2 separate regions of the Ovis aries genome follow, and region 1 is linked to region 2. A link is a contact called in public Hi-C data. All regions are on one chromosome and are shown on one strand. Each heading gives the region's core, a stretch centred on a gene start, on an enhancer-like site or on the middle of the called end of the contact. The rest is flanking DNA. Distances are from core to core; before and after follow the strand shown. Region 1 overlaps KIAA1671 (KIAA1671 ortholog). Region 2 holds the start of KIAA1671 (KIAA1671 ortholog).

Evidence for each region. A called contact is a pair of places that touch in the nucleus more often than the background predicts.
Region 1: a contact with region 2 is called in a Hi-C map of hypothalamus, with 7 times the contacts expected there. The contact joins the enhancer-like site here to the promoter of KIAA1671 in region 2. A contact is called at or near these places in 11 of 16 Hi-C or Micro-C datasets (blood, hypothalamus, liver and 6 more).

What each region holds. Positions count from the first base shown.
Region 1 is chr17:65,364,865-65,371,860 of ARS-UI_Ramb_v3.0, reverse strand. The region is part of intron 5 of KIAA1671 (KIAA1671 ortholog); the gene reads right to left. Among named protein-coding and RNA genes, the nearest start is that of KIAA1671, 72 kb to the right of the region's middle. Within about 2 kb of position 2,755, at least 7 of the 54 cell types and tissues checked have an H3K27ac peak or open chromatin away from gene starts, as enhancers often do.
Region 2 is chr17:65,293,590-65,300,559 of ARS-UI_Ramb_v3.0, reverse strand. KIAA1671 (KIAA1671 ortholog) reads right to left here and starts at 3,963. Exons shown (of 12, transcript XM_060400832.1): 1 at 3,898-3,963.

The DNA.
Region 1 (6,996 bases), core at 1,506-4,005, 73 kb before region 2:
TCGAGGAGGTGAAGCAAAGAAATCAGATCACCCTCAGCCCTCCCAGCCTTCTTATTTCTCACCCTGTGTAAGGCGGCAGTGACACGGAATGGGGTTCACACGTGGAAAAGGCTCAGTGGTTAAAAAAAAAGAGTGAAGTACTGACACTTGCTACACCACTGACAGAGCCTGAAGACACTACATTAAATAAAGTAAGCCAGACACAGGTCAGTATTAATACTAAATGGCTCCATTTATAAGAAGTACTCAGAAAGGGCAAATGCATAGAGACAGAAAGTATCACAGAACAGAGGTTGCCAGGGGCTGGGGGCTAGGGGCAAAGGGAGTTAGTGTTTAGTGGTTCACAGTTTCTGTCTGGGATGATGAGAAAATCTCTAAAGGCCGATGGTAGTGATGGTTACACACTGTGGATGTATTTAATGATACCATATAGTATGCTTAAAAATGGTTAAAATGGCAAATTTTCTGTTAAATATACTTAACCTATATATATATATATATATATATATATATATATGGACTTCCCTGGTGGCTCAGACGGTTAAGTGTCTGTTTACAATGTAGGAGACCTGAGTTTGATCCCTGGGTCAGGAAGAATCCCTGGAGAAGGAAATGGCAACCCACTCCAGTACTCTTGCCTAGAAAATCCCACGGATGGAGGACCCTGGTGTCCATGGGGTCGCAAAGAGTCGGACACGACTGAGCAACTTCCCTTTCATGTGTGTGTCCGTGTGTGTGTGTGTATTTTTTTTTTTAAAGATCTTACCCAAATGGTTCAAACACCTCCTAACTGGTCTCCCAGCTTCCAGCTTACCCTCTCCAACCGCCCCCTGAAATGGCCACTAGAGGGCGCCCCAAGCTGCATCTCTGACCTACACCCCTAGTCATAACTTTGCTTGGCTGTGGAAAACACCACTGCCCCTTATTTTAACCCTGAGGGTGCTTCTCAGCTGGGTCTTGTCCACATGCTCAAGCCCATCCCTCCCCAGGTAACGCCTGGAAGCTCCTGGAAAACCCCACGCTCTCCCCACACCAGAGTATTCACATCTTGGTTCACGGCTACACCTGAAGGAGCGAAAAGCACGTGGCACACAGTAGGTACTCAGCCCACTTCTGCCACTCAAGACATTCAGCAAGCTGCGGAACCAACAAACGACCAGTGTGCGTCATCCTGGGTTTATAGTCTGAGAGTGGGAGCTGATGTGAGGACAAGATAACTTGTCCTGTAGAGCTTTGCCTGTATTAAAAACTGGACTGAGGATGGGTGGGTGGATGGAGGGTGGGTGGGTGGGAAGATAGATGGGTGGGAAGGTAGGTGGGTGGGTGGATGAGAGGGTGGGTGAGTGGGTGGAGAGATAGCTGGGTAATTGGATAAACACAAAATCTCCCCAATACAAAAATCTCAGGCACAACTGGTCATTTGCATTTTAAGACCTAAGAAACAAAGGCTTTCTGGTCTGGCTGGTTTTAATCCCGAAAAGAAACTTTAATCAGCTGAGACATAAATTACTCAGTTCTTCTCCAGCCCCATCGGCTCAGCAGTGAAAAACAAGAAGCAATTAACAAATGAAATTAGCCACCTGCCAAGAGGATTCCTGGGCTTCCCGAGAGCCCAGCTTGCCGCCAGGTCCTCACCACTCAGCTCCACATCACGCGCCAAGGGCTAGTCCATCGTCCGGACTCACCCAGGCAGAGGGGTCACGCTGCTGGGCCAGCTCCCACCCGCCCAGTCCCCTCACCTCAGCCTCTCTCCCCTTCCCTGGCACACGGTAGGCCCACGACGAGGTGAACTCATCACCAGATGAGCCAGCAAATGCAGACCGACGAGTTTGGGGACTGGAGAGAACATTCTTGAGGTTCCCAGGGGCCCGCCTGCCTGCCCCATCACAGGGAACCCCCAGAGCTGGTGAATCTGTGCCTTCATGGTCACAGGAGGGGCCTCCGGGGTGAACCGAGACTCACCGTCACGGTCCAAGGCTGAGTCACCATGTTTTATGATCCGCAAGTGCGGGCCAAAGGCTCACTTTACGAGGAAACGTGGGCGCGCCCACCCACCACCAGCCCCGGAGGAGTTAAGGAGGAGACGGCACAGGGCTCACACCTGCCACATAGACCCTAGGTCCTAGGGGTGCCCCGGGGGAAGCAGGGGACCGGGGAGAACCCTGGCTGCGGAGTCAGAGCTCCAGCCCCAGCCCAGCCAGGCTGCGGGACCCTGGGTCGGACACCTTCCCCTGCCCTGCCGCGTTTCCTCAGCAGCCAAGGACTCCTAAGATTGGAGACAACTTCCTGCTCTATCAGTAGACTTTCAAGAGAATGTAGGGGAATAAAAACAGCTGGCAGCAAATCATAATTAACAGCAGATACATCTATCAGGCAGTTCTTCACCGCCAGGCGCTGTGCTAAGCGCTTTATAAACCATCTCGTTCCAGCCCCGTCCTTCTACCCCACGATGTCATAGAGTACTGGGAGGGTCAGCAGCTGATTAGGAGCCTGGACTCCAGACTTAGACCTTGCCAGAGGTACTTACTGGCTCTGAGCCTCAGTTTTCCCACCTGCAAAATGAGGATAAACTAGGGTCCATGCCCCACAGTAAGCACCATGGTGGGTATTGTCATTTCTGTGATTCACCACTTTACAGAGGAGGAAAAGAGAGGTTCGGAATGGTAAGTTCTCTGAAGCGGCCGGCTGGGACCAGTCTGACCTCATGCTCAGGGTCTGATGAGTCAGGGGTGGGCAGGGCTCTTTAGATCAGCAGGGCACCAGCCCTGGTGTGTCCCAGGCACCCTTTGGACAGTGGCCAAACCTGTACAGGACAAATGTCACATTCTCAGCCCAGGGGCTTGGTTGGGTGTCTTGTTTCCCCGTGAGCGAGTGTCCCAAGCACTGCAGGCCCAAGAGCTGAGAGGGGCTGGCAGGCTGGCTGGGCCACAGGCACAGTGCCGGAGCAGAAAGGGTCTGGGGCCAAGGCTGGAGGTGAAGTAGGCCCAGTGTCCATTCCAGCTTCCCCCGCTTTCTGACTGTGTGGCCAGAGGCAAGTGGCTTAACCTCTCTGAGCCTCAGTTTCCTCCTCTGCAAAATGGGATTCATATTCCCTAACAAGAAGAGGGGACTGGGGATTGACAAGGCTTGGGGCACAGGCTCAAAAAAGGGAAATGGACCTGAATCTCAACTGGAAACCAACAGAACAAAGTCATCGATCAAGAGTGACGGAAGTAACAGCAGATGGCGTTTATCCACTAGTGAGAGGCTCTCCAAATACCCCCACGGGGTGCAAAACACAGGTCTGACCATCTCTGACCTCCAGAGTGGCAGGGCAGCCATCCGGCCAAGCGGGGCTCAGGGACCCCAGGTGTCACCTGCAGGGTCGCCCTGGGCGCCCCTCTGGGGGCCTCAACTTCCCTGTTCATAATGAGAGAGTTGGCCCAGGTGAGGAAGAGAGGGAGGAGGGGAGGAGAGGGAGTGAGGAGGAGGAGGAAGAAGGGCAATGGCAGTGGAGGAGGAGAAGGAACAGCCATCCCTGCGCCAAGGCGTGAAGTGGGAGTTTACTCTTCTGAGCGCGTAGCGACTTCACTTCCTGCCCACAAAACTACTCTTGAGGCCACTTAGGACCATCCTCATTTTACAGAAGCAAAAACAGGCTCATTGGGGTCCATCAAGTCACCTGCCCAAGGTCACAGAGTGCCAAAGCCAGAACTTGAACCCACTTCTTCCAGCCTCCAGAGCCCCAGCACCCCAGCACCCCAGTGCTAAAGTCCCCATAGTCAGGATTTGGGAGGCATAAGAAAGCGAGAGCACCACCACTGCCCTCCTGGTGATCACTCCCCAGAACTGTAGGCGTCAGTCCTGAGAGCCGGGAACCTAGGTCCGAGGCCCCAGCTCTGTCTGGTTCAGATTCAGTACCCAGACCCAGACGCCTCCAGGGGAGAGGTGATCAAACAGACTGCAATGGGGCAGAGGCCTCTGGGGCCAGAGGAAGGGAGCCAAGGCGAGCCACCCAAGGACTCCACGGAGAAAGAAGAAGGGACAGCAAGCAGAGACTGGGACGAGTATGCTGTTCCCTCCATAACCTTTGCCTTCTCTCTCTCTCTCTCACACACACACACACAAACACACACACACAATCAGATAAGTTGAGTCAGTGCCTGAGAGAGAGTGGAGACAAAGGTGAAAAAGGAATCAGCAGCAGAGATCTGGACACCTGTGAATTTTCGGGGGCTTCTCAGCCAAGGTCTGAGTCCCTTCACGGGCAAAGTCACCCCCAGCCTCACTGTCAGCTCTTGGCAAGAATTCTGCCAGGGGCAGCATCTTCACCCCATTTTACAGAGGAGGAGACAGAGGTTCAGACAAGTGAAGTTTGTTGCTGGTGGTCACAGAGCTAGAAGGAACAGACCTCAGATGTCAATACTGCCGGATCCCACGTCTCTGAGACGTGGGACCAGGCACAAAAGACCACTGAAATGCACGGAGTCCTGCAACTCAGAATGACCTTGGGTGTGGAACGGTGTTGCTCATTTAAAAAGGCTTATCTCAGATGTCCCCAGGCAGGGCCCAGGGCCTGGGAGGGACTTTAGGAGGAAGTGCAGAGCTCAGCACATCTCCAAGGATCATGGAACAAAAGTGAAAAAAAAAAAAAAAAAAAAACAGAAAAGAAAATCATGGAAAATCAGAAGTGGTGAAGCCCTGGAGCACAGCTGGGGACACTGAGGCTTGGGCAGACGGGGGCTCCCCTGGGGTCCTGCTGCCTCACTTACCCGCCTCCTTTCACAAGTGAGGAATCAGGCTGAGAGGGAGGAAGTGCTGGCTAAGGACGGAGCTCACTGACAGCCAAAAGGATACACAAAAGCAACAATCATAATAATGGTAACATAACAGTTAGTAAAGTGTTTACTGTGTAACTAGGAGCAAGCCAAACACTTCTCGAGTTATCTGAGTCCCACATCAGCCCATGAAGTAGATGCTGTTATTATACCCATTTTATAGATGAGGAAACTGAGGTCAGACCCCTAGCTCCATGCAGAGCCAGGATGTGAATGAATCCAGGCAATCCAGCTGCAGAACCAGCCCGATGCTGCTGTCCTCCCATTGTTACCACACCATCGGTTACTGTCTGAATTATGACACGCTGGGCCCCACACAATCTCACTCCATCCTCCCAACAGCACAAAACAGACAGGAATCACAGTCCCGTTTTCCTGGTGAACAAACTGAGGTGCAGAAGAATTAAGCGAGTTGCTCAAAGAAGCAGAGATGGTGCCAGCATGTGAACCCAGGGCTCTCAAGACTCCAGGGCCTGTTCTAACCTCACGGTGCCAGATACCAGGGGCTGCCCCTCCAGAGGGGGCCACAAACCCACCAGAGGGGAAGCTTCCCCGGCAGAGCCGGCAAACACCGTCTCATGTCGAAACACGAGCCACGGCCCAGCCAGGCCGCAGCAGGCTCCCGGACGATCACCGGGAGCCCACCCTCACCCTCCTCAGGCCCTGGGACCAGCCTGGGACGTCCCCAGCAGCGTCCGCTCCAGCCACGCCGGCATCACTCACCACGAAGGGCCCGGTCCTCCTGTCCTTGCAGAAGCTGTGGCTCCTCCGAGGGCCCGCGGTTGTGGGGCTCACCTGCCAGAGTGGAGGCTCATTGTCCGGGAGGGCACGCTCCCTGCCCAGGTCCCTCGTTGACCCCTGAGACGCGGGAGACACAAGAAGAGGAGATTTGACTGGGGCTTCCCCTTTGGCAGGAAGAATATGTCATGAGAGGGGCCATGCTGCACCTCAAAGGCCAAAGGGCAAGGGTGCCCGATGCCCACCTCTGCTCACCCCTGCCCACATCCATGGTGGGTGGTCCACCTCAAATGATGCGGGGGGGGGGGGGGGTCACATATAGGATCAGCGGGTCTAGGTTCAGCCCAGCCTCAGCCACTTCATAACCGTATGACCTCGGGTGAGTGCCTTGACCCCTCTGAGACTTGACCATGTGGGAAAAGATCCATAACACTAGTCCTCAGCTTCTGGGTTCAGGGCTGAACCAACAGAGGACCAGCGGGCAGAAAGGGTGTGAACTCGGAGCTGCCAGCAGGGGGCGGGCGTGCGTGAGACCTGGGAGCCTCCCCAGCCCCTGCCATCCCCCCACCCGGCGTGCGATGGGCCCTCTGTGAATGTCAGCCACTGGTAACTTCTGGTTGGCCTCATTACAGACATCTTTCCATGTATGTGAACGCGTGTGCACACGTGCGCAGATACAGAGAGAACCAGTACATGAATACGATGGAGTAGGTGCGCTGGAGTGAATCTTGTTATTTTTATATACAGGGGGATACAGTCACAAGCCAGTAAACATGGGACTCTGGAGGGTGCCTTTTACGGGCCTCACACTGTCCCTGCACCGACAAGAAAAGAAAGGCCCAGAGAGGGGAGAGTGAAAAGAAAGTGAAGTCGCTCTGTCGTGTCCGACTCTTTGCGACCCCATGGACTGTAGCCTCCCAGGCTCCTCCGTCCATGAGATTTTCCAGGCAAGGGTACTGGGGTGGGTTGCCATTTCCTTCTCTAGGGGATCTTCCCGACTCAGGGGAGGCATCTGCTTAAGAACGCACAGCATGAGTGAAGGGCAAGGCTGACCCCTTGCCTCACAGCCTCTTCTGTGACGTCTCATGAGACCCTCCGGTTTTCCTCCAACCTCAAGGGCTGTTCCTTCCCCGCCTCCGTGCATCTCAGAGCGACGTGTCAAGACATGACCCAGGCCAGCCACACGGGCCACTCACCCACTTCTCGTCACGCCCCATGGCTTCAATAAATCCCATCTGGACTCTGTCTCTCCGTGCTGGGACTCCGGACTTGCGGGTCCCACTGCCCGCTGACCATGTCTACTCACTGCCCACGCTGGTCTGAGACCTCATGTGCCAAAACAGGCCCCTAGATTCCCCGCCTCCAATTGCGTGTCTTCGCTTTTCCGGTCACCGGCTGGGCAGGCCAAGATCCTCGGGCCGTCCTCTATCTCCCCTCTCTC
Region 2 (6,970 bases), core at 2,714-5,213:
TATTATTATTATTTTGGTTGTGTTGCACAGAACACAAGATCTTAGTTCTTGACCAAGGATCCAACCCTTGCCACCTGCAGCAGAACCATTGGACTCTATAGAGTTAGTCTTAACCAGGGAAGTCATTATATATATCATTATAGGAATAAAATGATATATGTCGTCATACAGAACATTATATATATTATTATACTGTGTGTGTGTGTGTGTGTGTGTATCTCTTCTGACTCAGTGATGTAAACATCCAAAGAGCTGGCTTTGGGGACATATTTTATATTCTCAGCGGAGATAAGATTCAAAGGTCACTCAACTGACCTTTATAGCAAATGCAGTAGTGATAACTACTTCCCAGAAGTCAATCCAGGATCATTTCCATATTTGTCTCACTTTGACTTCCCCCTCCCTTCCTCCCATTCGGTGGACCAGATTTTTGCAGAGTGAATTCCTAAGGGCAGGGGCTCTTTTGAATTGCCCACAGAAAATGCTCAATAAGATATACATCACACTGAAGGGAAAAAAAATGTGTATGTGTGTGTCTATCCCTCAACTCAAAGTTTTGAGGTTCCTTGTAAGTGACAGGAGTTTGGGCAGTAGGGCCTGGGCAGAAGGACTCCTTGAAGCCTCGGTCTGATAAACTGCAGAATCAAGGGTCTCAGAAGTAGCGTCGCCTGGGTTTGCTGCGAAGAATTTAGAAAAGAACAAAAGAGCTTCGCCAGCGCCCAGCGCTTGTAAAGGGTCTCATAAAAAGTGGTTGTCCTGATATGTTATGTGCTATCTCTAAGTTCTCTCCCCAGTTCTTCCTGGCCAGCTTCCTCCTTTCTGTCCCTGCCTCTTCCTGGAAGCCTCTCTGGGTTTACCCCTGCTGCATCCTGACCCAACCTCACCAACCTTCGTGGTTTCTCTACTCAACCTCCCTGACTCCAAACATGCACAAGATGCAAGTGGGAAGTGGGTTCAAATCCCTGTTCTGCCACTGGGGGCTGGCAAAGACCTTGCTGCCACACCACTGAGTCCTGAATCTGTAAATCACGAAGAATAAGCCCTACCTCCTCCCACAGGAAGGTGGTGAGGGTTCCAGGGTGAAGTCCCGGGAGGACCTGGATGTTTCATGACCCTCCCAGGGCAAGCGGACAACTGATGCACAGGGAGGTGTGCTGAATGGAATGAAACACAGACATTAAAAATTTTTAGGCCACTTCCCTTGAGCGTTTCCTTCTCCAGACTGACTGCCCGGCCTCCAGAAAGGGTCCTCAACTGAGCAGCTCTCTAAACACAACACTGACCACTGTCTCTATCCAAGTTTAGTACCATTGTCACCGCTCACCTGGATTTTCTGAGCAGTCTCCAGCCTCCTGGCACACCCTCATCCAACCTCCCCAAGAGATGGGCAAGCTTCCCAAAACACACATCTGACACCATCCTTCTCCCCCAGAGAAACTTCCACAGTGCCCCACTGCCCTGGAATAAAGTCCAGATCCTTGGGAATAGCTGACCTGGCCCCTGCCAGCTTCTCCTGCCAACACCCCACACTCCCTCCTCTGTCTAGGCCTTTCTGTTCTCTTTACAGCGCACCATCCTCTCCCCACTGGTAGACCAGCTCTCCAAGAAAGCTTCCCTGCCTTCCATCCCTCCCCAGGCCAGAAGTCATCAGCCCCTCCTCCCAGACAATTGCCTCTTTTCACATAGACTTTGCCCCTTAAGGGTGTGACCACCAGCCTTCTCTTTGACACACTGTCTTGAAATATTTGTTGAATGAATGAATAAATACCCTTTTAAAACATTCCCCTTGGGGCTCTCTTTCTGAGTTGGTCAGAGATGTATTCTGGGGGTGCTGAGAGGGGAGTAAGGCTCAGGACAAGATAGTGGACTGTTCCATTCTCCTGCCAAGATCAGTCCTGAATAAAAACCAACCCCCAGGGCCTTCAAAGTGGGTGGGGTACCTCCAGAATCTGGGGTGAGGGCTGTACGCCCAACATCAAGAATCAGTACAGTTGTCTCTACAACTACAGGGCAAGTTGGTTGCTCATACCTAGACTGCAAGCCAGAAGGACAGACTCTATATTGCTCTGGGTCACGTCATTTCTAGTGTCCTCCACATAGTAGGTGCTCAATACACACCCTAGTTGACCAAAGAGCCGCTCACGTACCTAGACACGGTACCAAACGAAACCCTGTACTTCTCTAGGATAATTGCACCCTTGTCAAGCATGCCAATCCTTTCAAAAAGATTCCCCCTAAAACCACAAGGACCTCAACGAGTGTCTGCACAGCTCCCTCTGGAACTGTCCTAGGGGTGAGATGTCAGTGTCTGGGGGTGAATGCACATTTGTCCAGGAGCTCTGATGCATTAGCAAAGGAAAAGCTGGGCCAAAGGAGAAGTCTTGTCCAAATGGTGAGGTTACTGATTAGCCAAACCCTCAGAGCTTCTCTCTGCAAGGGGGATCAGAGGGGCAATTAAACCCCTTTGGAAGAAAGACCAAGTTAAATATCTCTCTAATCCTGTAGTTTGAAAAGATAGCAAGTTGAGTTTCTTGAGCTTTCCTTCAGATACCCTAGGGGAGGCGGCAGGGGATGAGACAAGGGAGAGGAGAGGCCACAGAATGAGGGTCCACCAGTATTTACACAGCCCAAACCTGCTTCATACCTTTTATATCTATTAATCCCGCCAGTCACCCAGAAAAGGGAGGACTGCGACCCCACCCCCACTCCACTGTGCCCCGAAGGGAGATCTGGGCTCAGAGATGTTAAGCATTTTGTCCCAGGGTCACAAAGAAGCTGCAAACAAAAATCACTTTCTTTGTGCAACAGGTACAGTCCTTTCCTTTCCAAAAGGTAGTGGCAGTTCCTGGCTGGAGAAAGTTCAGTCCCGCGGGCAGGAAGCCCTGGCCACCCAGGTGGCGCGCGCAGGTCATACGCCCGCGCCACTACGGGCCCGCCACGGACCAGCGGAGAAGCAGGGTTTCGGGGCGCGGCGCCCCGGCTACGCGCTCGGTGCTTGCTAGGAGGATGTGGAAAGGTCGGGCCCGGGTCGGGGGTCAACGCGCCGCTTCCCTTCCCCAGGGCCCCGCCTGTAGCCCTAGGCGGCGCCGCCAGCGGGGTGGGGGGCCAGCCGAGCCTGCCGGGGAGCAGGGAGATTGAGCCTTAATCTCATCAGGGAGCCTCTGCCCTGGGAAGGAAAGCGGAGGGGGTGCACAGGCCCGGTGGGGAGGGCGCGTCCGGCGCCCGCGGGGCCCGGCGCGCCGCTCTCTCCACCGCCCCCGCTGCCCGCAGGATCCCTTCGCCTCCGGCTCCGCCTCGATCCGCACCCCCGCTTCCCAGTGTCCACCTCCTGGGCCTCCAACCCGCACGGTCGTCCAGATCCTAGCAGTCGCAGGCTGAGTAGCCCGGATCTCCAACGATCCCCCAGTTCCCGGCCACCAGGTCTCCTCTCGGAATCACTCCCGAGGCTCGGACCAGTGGGGGGCAGGGGAGAGGGATCAACTAGCTCCCAGTTTCCAATCACCGTCCACAGTCACCCCAGGCTGGGGACCCAATGGTACCCCGGGCCACCGGCGCCAGATCCACTCCGAATATCGACTCGCAGGTCTCCAGCCGAGTGGCGCGGGATCCACTGGTAGCCCAGTGCTGGATCTTCCCGCGGGCTCCACTCCCAAGTCTGGAGAGACAGACCTTCCGGCTCTCAAGTCGGGATGCCCCTTCCCCGGAGATCCAGAGCCCGGGGAGACCCACCAGGTCCCCACCTCTTCCCAGGCTAACTTTGTCAACTTTTCTCCGGGGGCCTCAGCGGAGCAGAAACTTGGCAGCCACCGCCGGCCACCGCCTCCTCTATCCCCTCACAGGCCGGGGACACGGGACTGATGGCCGGCCCCGATCCGCCGCGGCCACGGCGCAACCTACCCTAGAGCCGCCGCCGCCGCCGCCGGTCCGCGCCGCGCCGCCACCTGCCCGCAGCCCGAGGCACCTGCCTGCGCTGCCCGCGGCCCCGCGCAGCCTAGCCTGCTGGGGCGGGGCCTCGGACAGGGAAGCGCCCCCCGTCGCCATGGGAACGGCGGCCGGCGGCGCCTGCGCGGAGGGCCCCGGGGCGGAGCTCAGCCCGCGGACTCGAGCTCTCGCTTGGCGCCGGGACCGGGGGGACGGTCCGGCAGGTCAGAGGTCGCGAGTTTCCCCCGAGACTCCTCCCGGAAGTGCTCTTGGCCCTAGAGCCCCGACCCTGCCTCGCCTGACTCAGAACATTTGTTCGTGATGCCTGCTTGCGTTGCCGGGGTTAGCCCCCGGCTTTGGCCGGGAGTCACCCACAACACACACCGCGAACCGCCGCCGTGTCTGCGCCCGAGAGCCTAGTGCAGCCTGGGAGCTCGGGAGAGCCTCGCCCATTGAATCGCTTGGGCTATGGGCGCGTGGAGCGAGCCCGGTCTGTGCGTAGCGCTCGCGCCTCTTCGCGGCGAGCAGGGGAATCGCACCCGGGGCGGCTCATTTCCGCCAGGGCACCTAGTGTCATCGCTGCGGCCTTATGTAGAAGTGGGGGGATGAAGGGTGAGCCGAAAAGAGACTTTTTGGACAAGCTGAGAGAACCGTAGGAAGTCTCTCCTGAACGAGAAAATGTCTGATTTACTATCCTTTACTCATTTCATTCCATAGGTTTCTATTCAGCACCTACAGTATGCTGGATGCCAGGGACCCGTGATACTGGTGGGGACTTCACTGGTGACAGAGACAAGATACAGCTGGCAAGATACAGATTCTCATAGAGCTTACAGACACTGTAAACAATATTTAGACAAATAAGTTGAACTGCATTTGGGACTCGTGCTTCCTTCCTTAGGAAGGAATTGTATGGAGACAATAACTAAAAGACTAAGTCAGTTGGACCTCAGTGAAGTCAAAGAGAAAAAAAGAATGTAATGCTGTTTGGCTCCAGGAGATACATCATATCCATTGTTTCTTTAAATCTCCACTTTTGGAGCAAGGATCAGCACCTCCGTATCTTATCAAGGAGCATTCTGAGGCTCCCTAGGAGACTTGTCCATGGTGATGGAACCCAGAAGTGGTGAGGTAGTGGCTCTATGACGTCTTGCAGCTTAGAATAATCTCTTGTATCAGCTGTATGTCTGGAAAACAGTCGTCAGTAGGATCCAACTCAGTAGCTTTTAAATAAGACTACCAGGCGCTTCCCTGGTTGTGAGTTGCTGGGACTCCGTGTTCCCCCTGCTCCCAGCCCTGGCTTTTCTCTTCCCAAGGACGGGGGACAGTGCCATTCAGGGACTTTCCCAGGACCCCTTCCTTCCCTTCAACCCCTGGTCTAGGATCTAGGTCCCACATACTGTAACTAAGGGTTTGCATGCTGCAACTGAAAAAAGATCCCGCATGCTGCAACTGGTAACTCTGCGTGCCGCAACTAAGACCTGGTACAGCCAAATAAATATTTTTTAAAATAAGTAAAAAGTAAATATGACAACCATGCCCAGGGTGGTGACTTCGAGGTAGGGAGAATAGTTGGATTGAAAGTAAAAATGCCTCAAAATCCACCTTTAAAGTAGGGTTTTTCCATTATGTGTGTATTATATCAGCAAATCAAGTCCCTGTTTATTGTTCGCTGCCCTTTCTAGAACTTCTGGAAGCAGGAGCTTTTGTCTCTTTAGTTCCCTCCTGATTCTCAGTGCCTAGGGCAGGGCTTGCCAAATAGTATGTACTCAGAAAATACTGTGCTTAATTGGATTAAACGCATGAATAATCAACAGTTTTAATAAGAGTACTGACTGCTACCTCTCCCTGCTAACCGTATGGGAACTTCTTGTCTCTCTGGGCGAATCTCAGTTCACCAGAATATGTGGGTTGAGGGTTCTGTTGAAACTGGATGTCTCTCAGCTGCCCATTCAGCTCAGTCCTCCATCTTGGTGTCTCCTCTCTATCCCAGAAATTAAGTGGGGGAGAGAGAAGACAGTCCTTTTTCTGCCACTCATCACAGAAACCCCAAACCCAGATGTGGCCCCAGCCCTAGCCAGCCCACTCCCAATTTTGCACCCCAGGAAATGCCCAGCCTATGCCCAGTGTCAGGGCATCTACCCACACCCGGCTTTGAGGTGGGGGGGAGTCCCAAAAATGCCAAACTACAACTCCCAGAGTCCTCCTGGCCCCAGGAGGGGCGGGACTTCCTGGTTCAGCCCCACCTTAGCAGATTCTCCCTGCATTCCTGTGTCTTCCCTCCCAGGTGAGAGGCTGCCAGCCAGCACACACCCAGCGATTACACCCTGACCAAAAAGGTGTCAGGTTGTACATTGTTTTCAGAGCCAACAGCCCACCTCTTACTCCCAGTCCTGGCTTTTCTCTTCCCAAGGAGAGAGGACAGTGCCTCACAGGGACTTTCCCAGGACTCCTTCCTTCTCTGCCATCATCTGCCCCCTCCTCAAGAAAGTCTGTCTTGATTTGGCAGCTTTGTCCAACAGAACTTTCTGCAGTGATGGGGATGTTCTAAATCTGCACTGTCCAACATAAGCCACAGATGACTATTGAACACTTAAATTTCGGCGAGTGTGACCAAGGAGCTAAATTTTTAGTTGTATTTAATTTTAATTAAATAGCCACACGTGGCGGAGAAGGCGATGGCACCCCACTCCAGTACTCTTGCCTGGAAAATCCCATGTATGGAGGAGCCTGGTAGGCTGCAGTCCATGGAGTCGCAAAGAGTCAGACACGACTGAAGCGACTTAGCAGCAGCAGCCACACATGGCTGCATCTATCTACCACATTGAACAGGATAGCTCTAGAACTCACACACTGCCTGGCAAAGACCATATCCACATATTTTCATTGGTGCATATTCATTTTGTTTCTCTTGTAACTCGCCTGCTTCTTGAGACTAAGAGCCAGTGTGTTCTTTGAAATGTTTTCTCTCAACACCAGGCCTTTGCCCATGCCACGGCCTCTGTCTGAATACTGTGCCCTCCACTTGCCCATCATCTATAGCTACTAC